2 separate regions of the Oryzias latipes genome follow, and region 1 is linked to region 2. A link is a contact called in public Hi-C data. All regions are on one chromosome and are shown on one strand. Each heading gives the region's core, a stretch centred on a gene start, on an enhancer-like site or on the middle of the called end of the contact. The rest is flanking DNA. Distances are from core to core; before and after follow the strand shown.

The links. Hi-C and Micro-C count contacts between places; a contact is called where the count stands out from the background.
Region 1: a Hi-C map of embryo shows a contact between it and region 2, with 1.8 times the contacts expected there. The contact joins the promoter of znrf3 here to the enhancer-like site in region 2. A contact is called at or near these places in 2 of 5 Hi-C or Micro-C datasets (embryo and fibroblasts).

Annotation. Positions count from the first base shown.
Region 1 is chr9:3,851,028-3,854,405 of ASM223467v1, forward strand. It overlaps znrf3 (E3 ubiquitin-protein ligase ZNRF3), which reads left to right and starts at 1,650. Exons shown (of 8, transcript XM_020705705.2): 1 at 1,650-2,127. The coding sequence starts at 1,900.
Region 2 is chr9:3,547,523-3,550,897 of ASM223467v1, forward strand. LOC110015597 (a long non-coding RNA gene) reads left to right here. Exons shown (of 2, transcript XR_002290812.2): 1 at 1-680; 2 at 963-1,996. LOC101156581 (zinc-binding protein A33) reads right to left here. Exons shown (of 1, transcript XM_020705701.2): 1 at 3,161-3,375. Among protein-coding and RNA genes, the nearest start is that of LOC101156581, 3.6 kb to the right of the region's middle. Within about 2 kb of position 1,254, at least 1 of the 8 cell types and tissues checked has an H3K27ac peak or open chromatin away from gene starts, as enhancers often do. A contact at or near this core is called in embryo, where this site is marked.

The DNA of each region.
Region 1 (3,378 bases), core at 400-2,899, 300 kb after region 2:
AAGTCACTAATATCATAATTAAAATGCTGACACAAAGTTACCATAAAACACTAAAATAACCAGTTAAACCACAGAAGTTTGCATGGATGGATTTTTCTGCTGCCACAAATACAAGTTGGATAAGGACTTAAGCATCTTTAAGATCCTCTCTGGTCGTCTGTTGATCTGTTGTCAAAGTGGTGTTTTAATTATGATTATGTTGTTTTTAGCCAAATTAAAAAAATTGGCTTGCCCAATTTGCCTGGAGCAAGCCCGCCCGCTCTTCCCATTGCCGAGAGCTCTGTTCAAACTTAATAAGTTAAAGGTACCTTATTTTAATTAGGTTTGTACGAACCACAAGAATTCTTATTGGTCGGCTTGGTAGCTACCTTAAAAGTATCGAGGTACGCTTCTTTTAACATTAGGTTTAGAAACATAATGTTGCCCCCTAATACTCGATTTTGTTACTATAGATCAACGTGAGCAACTGTGCAGACCAAATACACAGCTGGACGCGTAAAATGAACTTTATTTTTGTACCGTGTGTTTATATCTGTGTTTTTGTGCCTTGCCTAGTTGGACGCTGTTACTTTTAATGTATTTTCTTAATTTTTAATTGTCCTTTTCTCTCTTTTGTTATTGTAAAGCATTTTCGTACCCCGAAGGCGTTGTAAAGTGCTTTATAAATAAAGATTAATTCACAACTGCATTATAAAAATGTTGATTCAGTCTAAAGTGTTCCATTTAAATAATGTAGGCTACTTTTAACTTGAAATTTAGCCAATATTTTTTTTTTTTCATTGTTGGTATCAAAACTAATTAATCGTTTGGGTTGTTAAAACGAACTAAACCTGGGGACAACTTTGTGTGTAATCAATGAAGCTTTAAATAAATATTTTATTGCATAGCCATATATTTGGCCTTATCTTTTCAAGTATATTTAAATAATGAAACGTCAGTGATTTCTCTAAAAAAGGCCAGAATTTAACTTATTTTTATATATGACAGTCAATAACGTGTTTGTTTCATCATTGTTCTGTTCAGTTTTGTTGGGGTTCCTGGGGGTCTTTACTCTCCACCATCACCTGGAGCATGCTCAGTGCAACTGACCACCTTAAAAGGCGTTTGATTCATTCTGCTCGTCCTCCACATGCTTAAATACAAACAAGATTTAAAGTAGAATGATCTATTGTTCATGATTGCACTTAAAAAAAACACAAATTGAGTTCAAATGTTTAACTATCTTGGTTCGGTGAAAATGTAGTCCACTATTGAAGTCACCGGGTGAGCAAACATGGATGCGATAGAAAAATTAGCCCGGGTAAATCATGAAGCGTCCTGGACCGGGGTCGTGTTTGTTTTAAGGTGGAATTGCGGCGTGAAAAGAGTGGGGAGAGGTGCTCCGCCACGGCGCCGCAGAGCTCGCCGGATCCACTTCAGGACCCGCTCGGGAAAACGCACTTCCCCGTCACTTTTGCGTGGAGCTGTGGAAGTTTGCGTGAAAAAAAAGGTAATAGTTGGAGCGCGCGGAGCCTCCTTAACGGAGTGCTGGGACTTCAGAGAGGGGAGCGCGGAGGAGAGAGGGTCAGACGAAACGGTGGGTGGGGATAGAGCCCTTTTGGGAGAGAGAGAGAGAGAGAGGGGGGGGGGGGGACTAAAAAAATATCACGTGTTCGGAGATCAAAGGAGATCCGCTTTGTAGAGGAGGAGAGGAGGAGGGAGGGAGAGAGAGAGAGGGCCAGTGTAATTGACAAGGCTCGCGGTAGTGAAACAAACACGCTTCAGCCCAGCTCGGCTTTATTGCACAATCCCGACTCCTTTGAGGCTGTGCGCGCGCGCGGACCCGGTTTCAGACGCCTCCACCTGACCAGTTCACCCGTGAGAAATTATGTCCCGATCCGAGCCGATCCAGCCGGCAAGATGATGCTTTTACCGCGGGGAGGAGGCTCGGAACGTGCGCCCGACTCGCTGCTCCTGGTGGTCTTGCTGGCCGCCGCCTCTCTCGGTGCCGCCAAGGATACAGCCTTTGTGGAAGTGGTGCTGTTCGAGTCCAGTCCCAATGGAGATTATACCACGTACACGACTGGCTTGCAGGGACGCTTCTCCAAAGCCGGAGCCACGATCAGCGCGGAGGGGGAGATCGTTCAAGTAAGTGCGCGAGACTCCGGGTGAGACGCCTCGCTGCCTGCCTGCCTGCATGGCGCGGCGGAGGATGGTTCGAAGCCTGCAAGCATATGCGGTCACAAGATGGCTCCTATCTGCTGGAATTCATTGACGGGGAAACATGCTTCTGCAAGTTATGTAGTTGGAGTCTGCAGATCACGTCTGCGCACTTTACGCACGGTAATGCGCGCAATTTGGATCAGAGGGATTTCCTGAAATAATTGCGGAAAAGTTTGGAAACTTTGTCTGCAACTTTTTATGTTACCCCCCCGAATCCGACCTCCTTTTAAAAGCCAGAAGGGGCTTATTTTGTGTTTCCTTTATAGTAAACACGAGTGTTTTGGGGGACCATACCCCCCCCCCCCCAACACACACACACACACATCATCCTGCGACCACAAGTGCACTCGGCTTGCATGCGCGCGTGCAGCTCCTCCAGAGTGAAAACATTGAAATAACTGTGCAGGTGTTTCCACTCTCCACCTCATAAACATCAAGAATGGATTCATGTTGTGCCACTTTTAACGTCTGGATCAGAACAAATCCTCCGAACTTGGTAAACATGATGAGGTAAAGGCCATGTTGAAAAAGATGTCACGTTCATACAGTTCGACTCAACCATCAAACCACGCCCACTTGAAGCATTGACTGATCTGTCACCAATTGTGGGCGGGTCTTGCATGGACTTTAGTTGCTAAGGAAACCAGAGAAAATGACTTTTACACAGAGACACAAATGTTTCTACACTTAAGCCCAAGCATTAAAAAATGGTATAGTTGCTACGGAGTTATCGCCTTCTGCTCAATTTTATGCCTTTAGCCACATTTGCGCTTACAGGTGGGTACGGTTACTGTCTGCGGGCGAAAAAAAGGGTTATCCTTTATGGGGAACTCGGGTGGTCCGCACAAAATTTCAAGATCGTAGGCGGAAATGTTTAAGCCTACTTTTTTAAGGGTATGCTGCAGGTGAGAGGTCATGGTGATTACTTCTAGGAAACGTGAGGGTAAGGGTATGGAATTTTCTTTATGTCAGCCCCTTCATAACCTGTGAACTGTGCAAGGGGCCCGCTAGCGCTGTTCACATGATGAGTGTGCGCTCCTTGTCTGCAGCATGAATACCCCGTACATGCCGCAGTCAGTAAGGGGCCAAAACTCACTAACATCCTAACGCGTAAGGGCACCTTACGACAGCGTCACCCGTAAGTGCATGCAACTTACATTATCCTTGCAAATATTT
Region 2 (3,375 bases), core at 4-2,503:
AATAGATTGTGTTATCTAATGTATTCTAGTGTTATTATCATTATTGCTATTTATTATCTGTTGCCATCTGTTGTTTATATTATTATATGGAGTATTTGAACAAGAACTTGAATCCTGGATCTCCACATTCAAATCCTCTACATCTAAAGCCTTAGTCACATGGACCTGTACTGGAGGGCGGATGACCGGTACTGGTGCTGCAGGTTTTTCAGGTTTGTGGAGGATCCCAGCAGAAGCTCCTCCTTATCTTACTCTAATGAAAATAGCATAAACGATTGCATCCTGGTGAACTTATGACCCTTCTCCTCCACGAACGCCCAACCACACCAGCACTGTCCTCCCTTTTCGGTGTTGATAGCGTTGATTGAGGTTGAGACATTCTCTCCTTTTTATGGAAGGAGAAAAAGGAGGGAAAATGGATGTGATTAAAGCCCATTGATTGTGAGACATCTTCACGAGGCATTGAGGAGAGCTGGGAGTGCTGGCTGATGCCTCAATCAGAAGGGAGAGGAGGGGATAATGGATTCCATTTTGTCGTTTGTGCTTTCTTTATGGTTCAGGACAGAGCCGGGACGCCATCGGTTTGATTGCGCTGATGTGGGTCAGCCGTGAATCTCCTCTGGAGCTCTAAGAGGGATTTTAGTGCTGCGTGTTTACTGACAAGCACAGCTCGTGAAAAGGTAACAACAGACGTTCACCACTCGGAGATATATTCTAATAGGGACAGAAATGTGCTCTGCCGTGATCTGATATCTCTACTTCCATTAGCTTTGATAGGACTGAGAGCAAAATGACTTCTAATTAGGGTTTCCTAGACAACGCACAGCTCTGTCTCTGCATAATAATAGTGTTTGCCTCTCAACCCTTTGCTTTCTGTTTTTGCACTTGTCAGAAAACTATTCCCCCTCCTGCAGCCTTTCAGGGATAATTCTGTGTTTCTTTCTGTGGTTTTGTATTTTCAGATCTCAAAAGGCTCGAAGAATCACCTGTGATTGCTTGGTTTTGTTTGCTTTACGCCTCAGTTAGCGGGCAGGCCTGCCATCCATGTCCCCATTCCCAAAAGGTTGATCTGAAGTGTGGAGATGAAAAGCAGGAAGAAGTCTCCTGTGAACAAAACGCCTGGCAGCCGCTGGAGCTGGAAATCCCACAGAACACAACATCTGTATCCACGAGGTCCAATTATAGCAGCATCCTGTCTCTGAACGCGCTGACCAAACTCAGGCGTTTAAGGCGTCGCATGCTGATGACTTCACTTCCCATCTGCCACAGACTGTGCAGCAGCGAGGGATCATGTCCGGCTCACTAGAGAGTGAAATACAATCACATAATCCCTCACAGATGCTGTTGATGTAACATCTACAGTCACAGAAGTCTATGGAAGGAGAAAGACCATCCTTTGTTTAATGTGAACACTTTTTAATCTCACTTTTTTCTTGTTTTGGCTGGATATATTATTGTTGTTTTCATAAAACACATGCATGAATGGTAATTAACTCATTTAGCAGTGTAATTTACTGACAAATCAATCTCAGGGTACATTCACGCTGGTAGGTTGAGTTTCCATCTGTTTCCATACCCCTATAAGTTCCCATTGTTTGGTGAGTGTGAAGGTTTCTGTTCTTCTAGTTCACTTGCAGATGAACTCTGGTGTGGTTCATCTCAGTGTGAATGACTGTCAGTGTACCAAAAAGCAGGAATACATCCTCCCATCTTCCGTATCTTTTTAGTCTCTACAGCAGTGACATCCAACCCCTGGGTTGCAGACTGGTACTAGTCTGTGGGACGGTTGGTTCTAGGCCTCAGAGAGAAAAACAAAACAAAAACACGGCCTACACTTCCGTGTAGATTCTCAGACATCCAAGTCATGATAAAATGAAAAGAAAAGAAAAAAACTTCTGGTTTGAAGACGTTTCGGCCCTAATCTGAGCGGCTTCTTCAGTTTAGTCCGACTGGTGTTTAGCTAGAGATACTTAGTTAATAAAACAACAAAAAAACATATTTGGAAAGTTTCCTTTGGGAGAAGAGAGCCAGCAGATATTTTATAGAAAATGAAAATAAACGTTACCCTCAAAATTTAAGGGAAACTGCAAGCTTTAAAAAAACATAGCCTCGTTTAGATCGGTCAGTGAAGATATTGTCTGACATTAAACCTGCTCGTGGTCTGAAATCACTGCTCCACAGGGTTACAGTCATGCTGGAGCCTATCCCACCCACTGCAGGAGAAAGACAATGACAAGAGTTTTGTGAGGTTTGTTGAGTCCATCTACTGAAAAGAGACAGACTTTTGTATCGTGGTGTAAAATGTTATTTTCAGTTGGAATTTGATTCAATTTTAGGAGCCTCAAGTGGCCATTTGAGGAACTTCAACACGTCCCAGGTTGCTATGAACCAAAAAGCAGAATATGAAGGCTTTATATTATGCTTACATGTTGAAACATCCACCATGAAGCTGCTTCAGAACTAAAGAGGTGACCACGACACTGTCTAGACCATATAAACAATAAAAGCATGAGGTAAATGTACGTAAACGCAGGTATCAGGTACGGTTCATCTCAAAACAAGAAAGAAATATGTTTTTGAAACTAGACAGTTTCCTTGATGAACCCTTCCTTTCCTTGATGAATCGATCTGACTCCAAAAACTTCTGATTTAAAAACAAGATTTCACCTGGAAGTTATAAATACAACCTTTCGAATTCACCTTTAAAAAAATCACATTACAGTCTTCATCTTCCTGTAAACATCCTGTTTTATGGTAGCTGTACAGAGAGCTCTGCATCACAGAACAGCTGAGGATACGTTTGCTAACCTATTAACAGATTAGATTCATTTCTGTATATTTTTATGACTAAATTTCAACATGATAATATATTTTTTTAGTGTCCATAGAGGATCTATTGAATTTGTTTTTTATCGTAAACTGTCCTTAAGTTTGAGTGTATTTTTTTTAAATTGATGAATCACAAACCAACTTCACTGAAAGCCCATATTTGTGTTTTCAATCTAGAATGTGTTTAAAATGTGGCTCAGAAGTTTGATGTGATGAACGATGCTGTGAATCTGAGGAACAATCCTTCCTACCAAAGAAAACAAGAATTAGCTTGAAAGGAAAATCATTCTATGGATTTTTTATACTTTTAGGTGAAGACAATAAAAACACATTTTCACATTGAACCCTTTTTAATTCTGACAGAAATAAAATAATCACAGAAACTTGAATCTATTTGAAACCATCTTCCAACATGAAGAAGCTTCTTCTGCTCCGTTTCTTCTTCCTGAATTCTGAGAAAAACATTAACTGCACAGTTTTTGACTGAAATGCTCCTGATTTCTGACTCATGCAGGAGATTTAACAGCTGATTCACATTTACTTGAA